2 separate regions of the Ovis aries genome follow, and region 2 is linked to region 1. Evidence: chromatin contacts called from public Hi-C data. All regions are on one chromosome and are shown on one strand. The core of a region is the stretch at or near the end of the contact, and the rest is flanking DNA. Distances in the headings are between cores, read along the strand shown. Region 1 holds the start of UNC5B (unc-5 netrin receptor B). Region 2 overlaps UNC5B (unc-5 netrin receptor B).

Region 1 (6,651 bases), core at 1,442-3,941:
TGCAATCTGTGGTCAAGTGAAGGTAAGATTTGAGGAAAGGCAACATCTTGGCCTTTTTTCCCCCATCTGTGCAATGGAGCTCACAGGGGACGCTGGGAAGACCTAATGAATATTCTGAAAGTTGCTCTGTACATTAGAGTACAAGGGCTGTGTAGGAGGAAGGGGCATGTTCTCTGTCTTAAAGGCAGGCTTCTAAGGGCAAAGGGAAGGCAGCAGGCTGATCCCACTGGCTGGCCCCTCTCCAGGCTGGTGGGCAGGCAACCCCTGCTGTGCTAAGTAATGAGCACAATTCCAACGCCAGTTCTACTCTGCTAGTGAGAAATCAAAGCCCAGTATTATAGGCCATTTCTGGCTGGGCACCGATTGTGCCCAAATCCATCAAAGCCCTGGGCCTGGGGTTTCTTTGGGGGAAGGTGGAGGCCGGATGCTTTGTTAAGCAGGCAAGGCGGACCACCCCCAGCCTCCCAAGGGAGCCTACTCTGCAGCTCTGGAGAACTCCAGGCCAATCAGTCTTGTCTTTCTCCTGCCTACCCAGCCCCTCACCCTCAGTAATCTCGGTATTTATTCCTTATATCCTTGCCCTGCTGGTCAAAGACAGCTTCCCAAGACCCAGTCCTGCCCGTGTGCCATTTACAGAGACTTCACCCAACCCTTCAATCACGTCCCCTCAAACACCCCAAAATCAGAAACCAACACCCCAGCCCAGCACCTCCCACATCCAACTGTACTCTTTAAAACAAAGTTGGTCATTCAGCAGCCTGCCCCCTCCCCCATCATTACCTTCCAACTTCAAAACACTGCTTTAAATACCAGAGTCTGCCCAAATCATAATTAACGTGGATCAAATGATTATGTCGTAACTTTACAACATAGGGCTAGGGGAAAAAAGGAGAGGGGCGGGATGTGCTAAAACCAAGTCCTCACTTGGGCTTGGGCCGTGGGAATCATTAATTCCAGAGTGAAGAATCTCTGACTGCAAGTTGGGGGGGGGGGGCGGGGGTGGGAAGGTCGCCGGGGGAGGGGGGCCGGACAGGAGGGCGGCGGACGTCAACACCTCAGCGGAAGGTTGGTGGTGGTGGTGGGGGGCGGGCGGATGCGTCATCTGTCCACTTTATGCACCAATTTTCCTGCCCCATTCTCAGCAGCAACTCAGAGGACTCTGCAGGATGCGGCCCTTCCCCACCCTACCTCGAAAGCCCGGTGCTTCGGTTCCGGAAAGAGGGCGAGAGAGGTGGATGGCTCCCATGCGTCCACCCTGCTCCCCAGTCAGCCGCGCCGGACCCAGCTACAGACCAGCGAGACGTGTACACATCCACCGCGGAAGAGGCGGAATAGAGGCTTTAATTTTTAGTAGCCCAACGACTCCCTTAAGGCACCTTGGTGGGTCCAGAGTAGGAGTCTGGCAAGCGCACCCAGTCGACCCCCCATCTGGGGAGAATGTCAGTGATTAATTTAAAAAGAAATTAGGCAGATCGCTACGTACTCCTCCCGTCAACCACCAACACACAGAGAAAAAAAAAAATCTTCTAGACCCGCGAATCCCAAGATCTCGGGGAAAACTGTACGTGCAAGACTCAGCCCTATTCTCATCGGTAACCAACCCCCTGCAAGCTGGTCTCATTCGGCTGGTGGAGCGGACCAGCGCTTCCCGTGCTCCCCAGGTTTCTCGCTCCCTCCTTCTAGTCTGCGGATTCCGGTCGGTGCCGCGCTAGGAGCTTGGGCGAGCCGGGACCTGGACTAGGAAGTTGCCAGCGAACTGGGAGCGAGCGCACACCTGGCCTGTGCAGCGACTGTGTGTGTTCGTTTTTTTTTTATGAGCCGCTGCCAAGCACGCGCGGAACCAGGGGTCCCCTGGAGGCCGGTCCTCCAGGAGGCGCAGACCCCGAATCGGATACTATTCCAGGGAAAAGAAGTGACCCCTCCCTTCCAGGCAGGAGCTGGAGGGCCTGCGCACCCCCCGCGAGATGGCTGCACCAATCGCCCACTTTGGTGGGGCAGAGAAATCTACCTTCGAACTTGGGCGCCCTTGCACCCACTAACAGAGCACTAACTGCGCGCACTAACAGAGCGATGGACCACCTCAACTTCGGGGCAGAGTGAGGCGCCAGGGTTCCCTTGCCCCACTCCCCCATGCCCGATCGCTCCCTACCTGCTTGGCTCAGCCTCAGGTCCCAGCAGAGCAGCAGCGCCAGCAGCAGCGCGCCCCGCGCTCCGCTCCGGGCCCACATGCTCCCTCGGCCCGGCTCGGGCGCCTCTCCCCCGGGGCTCTCTCCCTGGCCCCAGCCTCGCCGCCGCCGTCTCCGCCGCCGCCGCCTCCTCCTCGCCGTCCTCCCCGGCGCCCGGTCGCGCCAGCTCGTGCCCTCCGTTGGGGCAGAGGCAGCCACGCTTCGCGGAGGGCTGCCGGGCGCTCGGAGCGCGACGGGTGCCTGGCGTCCGCTCTCCGGTCAGGCTCCGGCGCGCCCCTCTCTGCACTCCGGCTCCGACACTCGAGCGCTCTCCGGGTTCTCACGTCCTGGCTACGAAGTTGCACGACTGAAGGTTAGAGCGCTCAGCGGCGCTCGCAGCGGCTGAAGCCGCGCGGTCCGAACCCCAGTCAGCGCCTCCCTGCGCCCAGTTGCTCCCCGCGGCTCCGGCGTCTTCGCCGGCCCCAGCCTCCTGCCACAACGCCGAGCGCTGCCGCTCGCTCTCCCTAGTGAGTCTTTGAGCTGCGGAGGACCAAGCACAGCCGGGGCGGGGCGGGGCGGAGCCTTGGGTGGGCAGGGGCGGAGCCGGCGGGGGGCCTTTCGAGGGGGTGGCCGACGGCCTCTTGGGCGCGGCCTCAGCGAAGCTGGGGGCTCTTCAGGGAGGTCCTCGAGAGACGCTGGGCCCGGAGCATTGGAAAACTCGGCCTCTGGATCGAAACTGGAAGCGGAGTCTGCCCAGTTTTCCTTCCCAGAAACTAAGGAAATGTATTTTTGCTCTTCCATTTGGCTTGGCTGTGTCAGCTTTCTCCTCTGATTAAACTCAGGACTCCGTCGTTTTTGGCTCCGTGGTCTGTACTGTGTAAAATCTATGTCTTCTACATGGGAAGGGGGTGGCGGTGGGGGTTCTTTCCCAGAAGACGCTCCTGAAATGAGAAAAATCTCAAGCCCTCAAGTCCCGGGTTAAGTTGGAACTTGCAGCTCTGTGAATTTGACTGTGGATCTGGTTCATCCTGGTTAGCCCTACTTGTTGGCATGACCCTGGGCAGAACTGTTTGACCAGACCCGGCTGACCCTCCTGTAGCACCCGGGCCGAGGATGTTACCCCCATCCCAATTGACAGTGAGGCACGGGGAGCCATTTTTGGCTTGGTGTAAATCTGGGCTCTGCCCCTTGCCTGCTGTGTGACCTTGAACAAGTTACTTAACCATTCTGATACTTCATCATCTCCAAAATGGAGAAAAATGATAATAACAATTTTAATAAGAGGGTGTAGAACTGTAGGGCTTCCCAGGTAGTGCTAGTGGTAAAGAACCCGCTTGCCAAGGCAGGAAACAAAAGAGACACGGGTTTGATCCCTTGGTCAGGAAGATCCCCTGGAGGAGGGCATGACAACCCACTCCAGTATTCTTGCCTGGAGAATCCCATGGACAGAGGAGCCTGGTGGGCTACAGTCCACGGGGTCGCCAGGAGTCGGACACACTGAGATGGCAAGGCACTGCAGAACTGAATTTTTAAAATACGTGCGGAGGGAATTTCCACCTGGCAGTTCAGTGGTTAGGACTCTGTGCTTCCACAGCAGGGTACATGGGTTCAATCCCTGGTATGGGGAGCTAAGACCCTACATGCAGTGCAGCGTGCCTCCCAGGCCAACGTACAGAAACTGCAGTACAAATGTCAATAATCTCTCAATCTTTCTTTCCAAGATCTCTCCTCTCAGTCAAGCTGATTCCTGGTGGAAAATCCTGACCACCCAAGAGTGAGCCAAAGAACATGAGGGGCCAGGTGGAGTTTGAGGGTTAGGCAGTATCTTGGGATTGAAACCCAGTGACATTAGAAGGGGTGGATCAGGTAATGCCGCCAAGGTCCTTGTATGTGCCAGGCACCAGGTTAAGCTCTTTATATGCATCACTTCAGTTAATCCTCACAAGTCTGGGAGGTAAGTACCATTTGTAATCTCATTTTACCTGTGAAGAAATGGAGGCACAGAGACATGAAGGCATTTGCCTAAGATCACACAGCTTTGAGTGAATGAGTGGATGAATCAAAGTGCAAGAGAGACAGGACTGGAAAGAAATGCTGAGCCGGGGATCCTCCACCCTCCTGCCTCTTCTGGGGCTGGTGGGTGAGAAAGGACTGGCAGCCAGCAGGAATGCCCCTTCCTCCAGTCCTGGTCTGTTCACTACTTGGGGTTTTTCCAGAGCTGGGACCTGGAATCACTCCTCCAATACAGAGGCAATGGCTGCTTCAAGAAGGGGGAAAGGAAGGCAGAGGGAGGTCCAGCCAGGCCAGTAGAGAGTAGACTGGAATATGGTCAGTGCTCCCAGGATCGATTCCTAGATTGGCAGCGAAAGAACTTGGAGGCCAGAACTACAGGTTGGAAAGGGATTTTTTTGGGTGCAGGCAGTTAGAGAAGAAACAAGGGCCTGCCTCAACTGTTTCGCCAGAGAACAGAGAAGGGCAGGACTGCCCAGGACTCCCGTCCATACAAACTTGCCTCCACAGCTTGGGTCTGGAACATGTAGGGAAGAGGGTCTGTAGATCAGTTCACCTCCCCGGCCCCTCCTGGCCCGGCAGCCAGGATCAGGAGGGTGGATATAGGGGAGTAGGACTCCCTGGGAAGAACTTAGGCCAACTAAGAAAGGCCCCCATGTGCAAAGACAGATAGGTTATTTTTAGCTTGGCCCAGGCAAGGGCAGTAGGTGAGGGAGTCAATAGCTCCTCACACCCAGCCAGCCCCGCCTAACAACAGAAGTACAAGCACACGCACACACACCCACCCCTAGACAGTTATAGGCACACCTACAAAGATACACACACAAGCAAACATGACCCAGAAACATCACAAAGGCAGCCACCTGCACAGAGGCCCACATACTTAAAACATAGGATTTTAAAAAGTACACACATACACCTTGTCACGGACACACACACAGGCATGCAAATCCAAAAGAACGAATACATCCTTAGGCAGATGACACTAAAGACAAATAGATATTTAGGTACTTAACTTTCACAGGGCAACACATATAGGTACATGTACTGAGGCCCAGCATCTGACTGTCAACCCCTGGCACAGGCACAAGGTCAAGTGCATTTTGCTAGATAACTCAGCGGGGACCTTAGTAGAGCCTTGGCAGGCAAGGACCACAGGACAGGCATGCTCTCTCTCTTAACCAGAAGACCAATATGATATTGGACATTTTTCAAAAAAGTTCCAGTGCACAGGACTTTGCTGTTTAGATAGTAATTGCACCAGGCAGGCCCTTCTAGACCTGGTGTCAGATTTCATGACTTTAATTTCTAACTGGAGAGAAGGGGTCTCGGGGATGGGGGTTGGGCAAGCAAAAGGAGAGCAGTCCATTCCTCTTATTCTGCTGATCCTCATCCCATTTCCCCTGATCCTGGAAATATGCCCACTGGAGGTCCGGGACCCTTCTTTGCCTCCAGGACTCCTGCATCGGGGTAGGAGACTTAGCACATTGGGATTCCTCCATAACTCCTCTGCACCCGCTCCCCTGCCATTCCAGTGTCTGGGAGAATGTCCCTTTCCCAGACACCTGCAGTTACATAACCACTGGGGGTGTGGCTGTCCCCCAGCCTGGGCATCTTCAAGTGCCAGCCCTCAACTGGGGGGCAGCAAAAGGACTTCAGAGGGAATCACACTACCCTGAGCTCACACCTTTCCCCAGAATGGGTGAAGAATGGGCAAGGTCCTGGCCCTGGGATGACACATTGGAATATCTGGATTAACACCAGGGTGTTCCCAAACCCAGTGCCGTCAGACTCACAGTGAAGAGGTCTTGCTGTGAGTTAAGAAAGAGGGTGAGGGACTTCCCTGGTGGTCCAGTGGTTAAGACTCTATGCTTTCAATGCATGGGGCCTGGGTTGGACCCCTGGCCGGGGAAATAAAATCCCACATGCATGACCAATAAATAAATAAATAAAAGAGGCTTGGAGGCCAGGGCCCCCTTTTCTTGCTCACCATGATATATCCAGCACCTCAGACTGTCCGGCACCTATATGAGCATACATAAATATTGGTTGAGTGGACGCATCAGTGAGGCTGGGGAAGGGTTACTGGTTAAAGGGCCTACAGCTTTGCCAGATGAGCCCTGGAAGGAGCCTCCCACCTCCCCTCCATTTCCTAGGGAGTTCTACAGGGCCTGAGGTTGGAGGTGAGGCAGACTTTGTGCAATGCAGTTGCTTTGAAATCAGTCTCAGAGCTAGCTTTGACCCTTAGTGGGGTCTGTAGTGCTTCCTTGGGTTACCCTCATTTATCCCAAATCAGGAGAGAGCATCAGAGACAGTTCTGGAATCTGAATCTGAGCAGACACGGGGCTGCTCTTCTTACCTGCTGGGAGAACTGGGGTTGGCTGCTGAGCCTTTCGAAGCATCAGTTCCATCAGTTGTAAAATGGGAACAATAACTAGCTCGTGGGATTAAAAAGAATATGCAGAAAGCCCCTAAT
Region 2 (6,651 bases), core at 2,964-5,463, 72 kb before region 1:
CCCAGGAAGCAGGGCCTCTACAGGCCAGGCACTGTGCGGGACACTGCAGAACACAGTGGTTAAGAAGACCACCCACCAGCTGGCAGCCTTGGGAAGGGACTTCCGCTCAGCCTGTTTCATCAGCTATAAGTTGATATTCAGTAGCACTATCCAAAGGGCTACTGTGAGGATGAAATGAACCCATATATAGAAGTGTGGAGCACATGCCTGGCTCACAGTAAGTACTAAATAAATGCGTGTCTTCATCATTAACTCTGTAAACCGACTCCCTTAGTCGCAGTAAGAGGCCTGGCAGGTGATTAGAACCAGGGTCCCCATTTTAGCAGCTCTGGGTGCGCAAATCCCAGCTCCACCACTCACTAGCTGGGTGACCCTGGTTGACCGCTTCGCCCGTCCCAGTGCTGTGCTCCCAGCCGTAAGATGGGATGACGTGGGTTGCTATGAGGACCACTGTGCCAGGTGCTGGGCACATGTGGGAGCCCCACGACGGTACCTGTCATGAAGGGAGTCTGAGTTCATTTCCAGATGGTGGCCTGGGCTGGGGGGAGTGATTAGAGCCAAGATTCTGCTGTCTGATTCGGAGCTGGAAGCCCAGGGGTCCATCTTCCCCAACCCTGTGCTACTAAGGTCCCCGGCAGCAAAGCTGTTTCCCCACGCCCTACTCTGACTCCAGGACCACCGGTGCAGGCAGTGGGAGAGAGGGAGCAGGTCTGGAATACAAGCAGGGCAGTGAGGGGACAGGTGGGCATCACCCAGGGATGCACGTGTCACCAGAAGGTGTAATGAACTCAGACACGCGCGTCGTGAGACTCTTTGGTGTCCATAAAGCTGGGTTCTTGGCTTCTGGGAGATGGTGTGTGCAGCCACTTCCCTTGCAGGAGACCAAGCCTGGGGGTCAGCCCAAGGCGTCCTGGGGGTTCCTTCCCCAGTTCTGCCCCATCCATGAGGTTAGATTATGCCTATGGAGGGCCCAGCTGGGATCTGGGATGTGCCGAGTTCTAAAGAGATGGCAGTTCTTTCCTCTGTAAAACGGGAGGGCTCTGGGAGGCTGAGTTTCCGTGGCTGGCGGTAAACACCACACCTGGGTGGCCTCTGCCATGCCCAGTATTTCCCACGCCCTCACTCACCTCAGCCACAGGCACACCCTCTGGTGGGCGGCACTGCAGGAGAACTTCATGGTCCAGGGGCACTTCCTTGCCCAGAGGCTCCTGATCAAAGTTCTTGCGCAGGTCTGGGAGAAGGGAAAGGGTTCCAAGGCACCGTCAGGCCAGGGCAGGGGGGAGGCCAGTCAGGCAGAGCTGGATCCTGAAGTGCCCCCTTCTAGCCACGAGGTGGCAGTACACACCAAGGAAATTTCACCAGGACTCCCGGCCTTTACCAGGGGAATCTCTTCTCCAAGATAGGGGCCTTACCAGGTAGACTGAGGGGAACCAAGTTCCCGCCCTAACTCTGGGATCCTCTGCACATGATGACTAGGGAAGCTGATGGCTTTGTTATATAAATAAGTAGGCAAAAAAGGGTCATTAGAAATTCTGGCCAAAGGTGGCACAGGCTCTGGGTCTTGGAGCCTTCCTCTGAGCTGGTGGCCCCCGGGCCCTCATGTCTGTGTGTAGAACTCTCCCTCCAGGATCCACGGGGAAAGGGGAGAGGGCCCAAGGGAACAGGGTTGGGGCGTCTGGGCAGCGTACATGCGATGCGGACGTAGGCCCGGCGACTCTTGGTGGTGCCCGCAGAGCTCCAGGCTACACACTGGCACCAGTAGTCCTCCAGCCCGAACAGCTCCTCTACCTGCTGCCGCGACACCTCAATCTGCACCTCTCGCACCTGCAGGCCTTGGGGGAGGAGAGAGGTGTGGTGGGTGGGGGCAGGCCTGGGAGGAGGAGAGAGACGCGGGGGGCGGGGGCAGGTCTGAGGGCAGGAGACAGGCTGTGGGACCATGGCATCTCACTCCCCACCCTCCAGTCCTGGGGGCTCCTCTCCCACTGCCTCCTGTCTCCCTTTTTCTCGTCTCTTCTGCTTCGAGCCTGGCCCAAGCCACCACCACAGCTCACCTGGAAACTCAATAATGGCTAACCCAAGCCCTCTGCCCTCATCAGTCCACTTGCCATCCTGCAGACAGCGCGTGCTCTCTGAAAGGTCCAAGTGGCATGCCGCTCCCCTGCTATGTCCCTGCCATCCCAGTGTAAAGACTGAGACCCTCCATGCGGCCTCCAGGCCCTGTACGATCTATCCACTGCAGCCTCATTGGGCGTCTTTGAGGCCCTCATGCTCCCCCAGCCTCCCTAGTCACAGAGCCTTTGCTCATCTAGTCCCTTGCCTGGGACTCTTCCTCTGTCCTTTCTGTGTCCAGTGAACTCCCAGTGAGCATCTGCTTCGGGCTAGGTCTCACTTTGGAGGGAAGCCCCTCAATGCTGGCCCACCCCCACCAGCTCTCAGAGAACCACTCAGCACTCCCATGGGTGCACTGGACACTGGTCTCTGCAGTTACCATTCCCCACCCAGCCCGACTCCCTCATGGCGCTGCCATGGTCTGAAACTATACTATGTATTGCCATGTTCAGGTATTAACTGTAACTCCTGCAGGAGAATGAGGTGGGGCTTTGCCCTGTTCACTGCTATGGCCCAGGGTCTGGGACAGTCAGCGAGCTCAACCAATATGAGGTAAGCGTGTGGTCTCTGGTCACTGCTCAGGAGACTGCAGGGCTGAAGCTAAGAGGAGGCCCCTTTTCCTGGGAACCCTCCAACCTCTCAAAGGCTCCTTGTTGGGGCCCGAGGGGTTCCCTGGATAACTGGATCCATCAGCACACACAAAAGGAATCATTTACTCTTTTGCCATCGCTCCCTCAATGACAAAATGCTCTACGTTCAAGTAAGGGATGAAGCCTCCTGGATGAGGGTGTCCATCTGAAGCTCCTCCCAAAGCTTGTGAAAGAACTGAGACTGCCTCCTCCAGGAAGCCCTCCCTGACTGCCCTGTCTCTCCTCCTTGACATCAGGTATCTCAGTTCATCCTCTCCTGGTTGCACGTGGGTTCTGATAAGCCCCTCGAGGGCAGGAATGTTGAGTGTACACCTTGTGGAACTATGGCATGCTGGTTAGGTGGAGGACTGGATGGGTTCTTGACAGGTTTGAAGCCTAGCCCCACCCTCACTCCCCATCTGTGTGACCTTAGCTAAGTTATGGATACTTAGCCTCTCTGAACCTTGGTTCCCTCATCAGAGTAAAACACTCAAGGTAAATTCTAAATGAGTCATGGCAATTACAGCACCCAGACCAGGCTGGACACACATCTACTCTGGCAGCCCATATGGATCTCATTCAATTCTAGGGAGAAATTGAAACGCAGAGATGGTAGGTGGCAGGCCCAAAGTCCCACAGCAAGTTGCCAACAAAGCTGAGATCAGCTACTAGGCATCTTGCCCCAGTTAGAGCTCTGCCTGGTAATAAATGACACCTCTCTGGACCTCTCCCAATGAAATCATTGCCTTAACTCTCCTGCATCCTGAGGGAGGGGGGCCCTTATACTGGGAGCTGAGGCAGTAAGGAATCCCCTCCTGATGGCAGGGGATCTAAATTGGGGGTGGGGGCTGGGAGTTTGCTAGCAGGGAGCACCAGGAGGGGAGAGGCTTCTTGCAGAAGGTTTTCCGGGGGGTCAGGGGAAGCGGTGCCTGGTCCACAGGCAGCCGCTGCTGCCTAGAGTGCTTGCTCCCAAGAGATGCTGCGTGGTCTGGGGTAGGAGAGTGGGGCCCCGCCCTTTACTTACCAGGCTGGGAGCCTGGAGGAATGGCCTCTCTCAAGGGGGCCATCCATCCAGAAGGTTTCAGGAGCACCCAAGAATTGGACAGACAAACCACCACCCAGTAGGGCTGGACACCTTGGCAGTGGTCACCAGCAGGAAGACAGGAGGCCAGGGGCCTTCAGTCTTCTGGACTTGGGCCCCAGATGAGGTGTCCCCCAGCACGACAGGCAGTGCCTGACCTGACACCCAGGGTTGGGCTGCCTGCCTCGATCTGGCATGAGCTACTGGGTGGGCTTGCTCTGCCTCTCTTGGCCCCCTCTGTCATCCTCTGTGTTTCCAGGGCTTCAGAGAGGGCCAGGGAGGGCCAGGGGTGGGAGCAGGAGGAACCAGCCGCAGTGCTGCCAAGGGTGTGGCCTGCTGGACCATTGTCCATTCTTTGTAGCTAATGGGGACAACGGTGCCTTGATTTCTAGGATGGGCAGGGCTTGTGTGCCTGGTAGCAGAGGACTAAGAGCCACCCTGTTGCCAGTAGTCACAGGGTCTGTGAGGGGCCTTCAGGGCCAGAGGGGGTCAGGGGGACAGAGAAGGAACAACAAGTTTCCAGAGGAAAGAGGCAAACAAAAACCCAGAAGGAAGATGGAGGAAATGGGCACTTATTAAGCACCTGCCGAGTCCTGGCAGTGTGCTCAATGCTGTGTAGGCACCACCTTGCTCCGTCCTCACTAGGGCCTTCTGTTAATATCCCAGTTTATAAGGAGAGGAACCGAGGCATAGAGAGGTTGAATGACTTCCTCAGGGTCACACAACCAGAGCATGGAGGCAGCTGGGATACAGGTTATTTTTTCCTTTTAAAAATTCTTCTTTTAAGATTTTGGGTGAGAACGGGATTCCAAATCTAACTTTTTAAATTCTTGAGATTCTTTAAAAAATTTTGGTGAAATATACATAAACCTACAACTTACCATTTTAACCAATTTTTAGGATATAGTGTTGAGTGGCATGAAGTACCTTCTGGGGTATGATTTTAAACCTGAATGGTTCTGAAATCTGTCAGCTTTTCATAGAAAAATAGAAGTTGAAGAAGGAGAGAGAATGAAAGAGAGTATGTCAGGGGAGAGACACTAGAATGAAAAAGAGAGACACACAAAGAAAGAGAGACATAAAGAAAAAAGACAATGTATACAATAAAGAATCTACAGTATAGCTCAGGGAACTCTACTCAATGTTCTGTGGTGACCTAAATGGGAAGGAAATCCAAAAAAGAGGGGATATATGTATACATGTAACTATCCACTTTGCTATACAGCAGAAACTAACACGGCATTATAAAGCAACTATACTCCACTAAAAGTTAGTTAAAAGAAAAAAGGAGAAAAGGCAGACACAAAAAGGAGACAGGGATGAGAAGGGAGAGGCAGAGAGACAGCAGGAAGGAGGGAAGGGATGAATAAGGAGGAGAAAGAAAAGATCAGGGAAGAGAGGTTAAAAATGAAATCAAAGACAAGGCAGGCTCTGGGGTGAAGGAACCACCTGGAGGCTGGGGTTGGCTGGCATTGCATAAAGCTGGCCACCCACAGGCAACCAGAGTGGACGGCCCGCCTTGCTGGCCTGAGTCTGGGAAAGGCTTTCCACCCCCAAGGGTCCTGTACTGTAAACAGGGGCTGGGCTCATGAGATGAGAGGAGCCTGGGGCTCTGCCTCCTGCCCGGAGTGGGGGGTTGCCCAGGGAGCCGCACACACCTCACTCTTCCTCCTCGTTTCCCACGCTTCTGTAGCCCTCCTTTCCTGCAGGACTCGGGTGACATCCTAGCACCACCTCTATGGTTATTTACGTAGTATTATTAAGCTGGGTTTTTAAAAAATTTGTTTATTGAAGGATAATTGCTTTACAGAATTTTGTTCTTTTCTGTTGAACCTCACATGAATCAGCCATAGGTATACGTATATCTCCTCTCTTTTGAAGCTCCCTCCCATCTCCCGTCCCATCCCACCCCTCTAGGTTGATACACAGCCCCTGTTTGAGTTTGCTGAGCCATACAGCAAATTCCCGTGGCCATCTGTTTTACATATGGTAATGTAAATTTCCATGTTACTCTTTCCATACATCTCACCCTCTCCTCCCCTCTTTCCAATTCCATGAGTCTGTTCTCTATGTCTGTTTCTCCACTGCTGCCCTGTAAATAAATTCTTCAGTACCATGTTTCTAGATTCCATTTATATGCATTAGAATACGATATTTATCTTTCTCTTTCTGACTCACTTCACTCTATATAATAGGTTCTAGGTTCATCCACCTCATCAGAACTGACTCAAATGTGTTCCTTTGTATGACTGAGTAATATTCCACTGTGTATATATACCACAACTTCTTTATCCATTCATCTGTCGACGGACATCTAGGTTGTTCCCATGTTCTGGCTATTGTAAATAGTGCTGCAATGAACAATGGGATACATGTGTTTTTTTCAATTTTGGTTTCCTCAGGTACATGCCTAGGAGTGGGATTGCTGGGTCATATGGTGGTTTTATTCCTAGTTTTTTAAGGAATCTCCATACCGTCTTCCATAATGACTGTATCAATCTACATTCCCACCAACAGTGCAAGAGCGTTCCCTTTTCTCCACACCCTCTCCAGCATTTATTGTTTGTAGACTTTTTGATGATGGCCACTCTGACCAATGTGAGGTGATATCTGATTGTAGTTTTGATTTGCGTTTCTCTAATAATGAGGGATGTTGAGCATCTTTTCATGTGTTTGTTAGCCATCTGTAAGTCTTCTTTGGAGAAACGTCTGTTTAGGTCTTTTCCCCACTTTTTGATTGGGTTGTTTTGAATGGGGCAATATACAATTGCCCCATTGTATATTCTTGCCTCCTTTGTCGAAAATAAGGTACCCACAGGTGCATGGGTTCAT

What was found. A called contact is a pair of places that touch in the nucleus more often than the background predicts.
Region 2: a Hi-C map of hypothalamus shows a contact between it and region 1, with 4 times the contacts expected there. The contact joins the enhancer-like site here to the promoter of UNC5B in region 1. A contact is called at or near these places in 6 of 16 Hi-C or Micro-C datasets (hypothalamus, liver, omental adipose tissue and 2 more).

The regions. Positions count from the first base shown.
Region 1 is chr25:26,584,218-26,590,868 of ARS-UI_Ramb_v3.0, reverse strand. It overlaps UNC5B (unc-5 netrin receptor B), which reads right to left and starts at 2,691. Exons shown (of 16, transcript XM_027962423.3): 1 at 2,150-2,691. The coding sequence starts at 2,228. It overlaps LOC121817992 (a long non-coding RNA gene), which reads left to right. Exons shown (of 3, transcript XR_006058104.2): 3 at 1-16.
Region 2 is chr25:26,657,928-26,664,578 of ARS-UI_Ramb_v3.0, reverse strand. UNC5B (unc-5 netrin receptor B) reads right to left here. Exons shown (of 16, transcript XM_027962423.3): 3 at 1,689-1,832; 4 at 1,128-1,231. Among named protein-coding and RNA genes, the nearest start is that of SLC29A3, 28 kb to the left of the region's middle. Within about 2 kb of position 4,213, at least 9 of the 54 cell types and tissues checked have an H3K27ac peak or open chromatin away from gene starts, as enhancers often do. A contact at or near this core is called in hypothalamus, where this site is marked.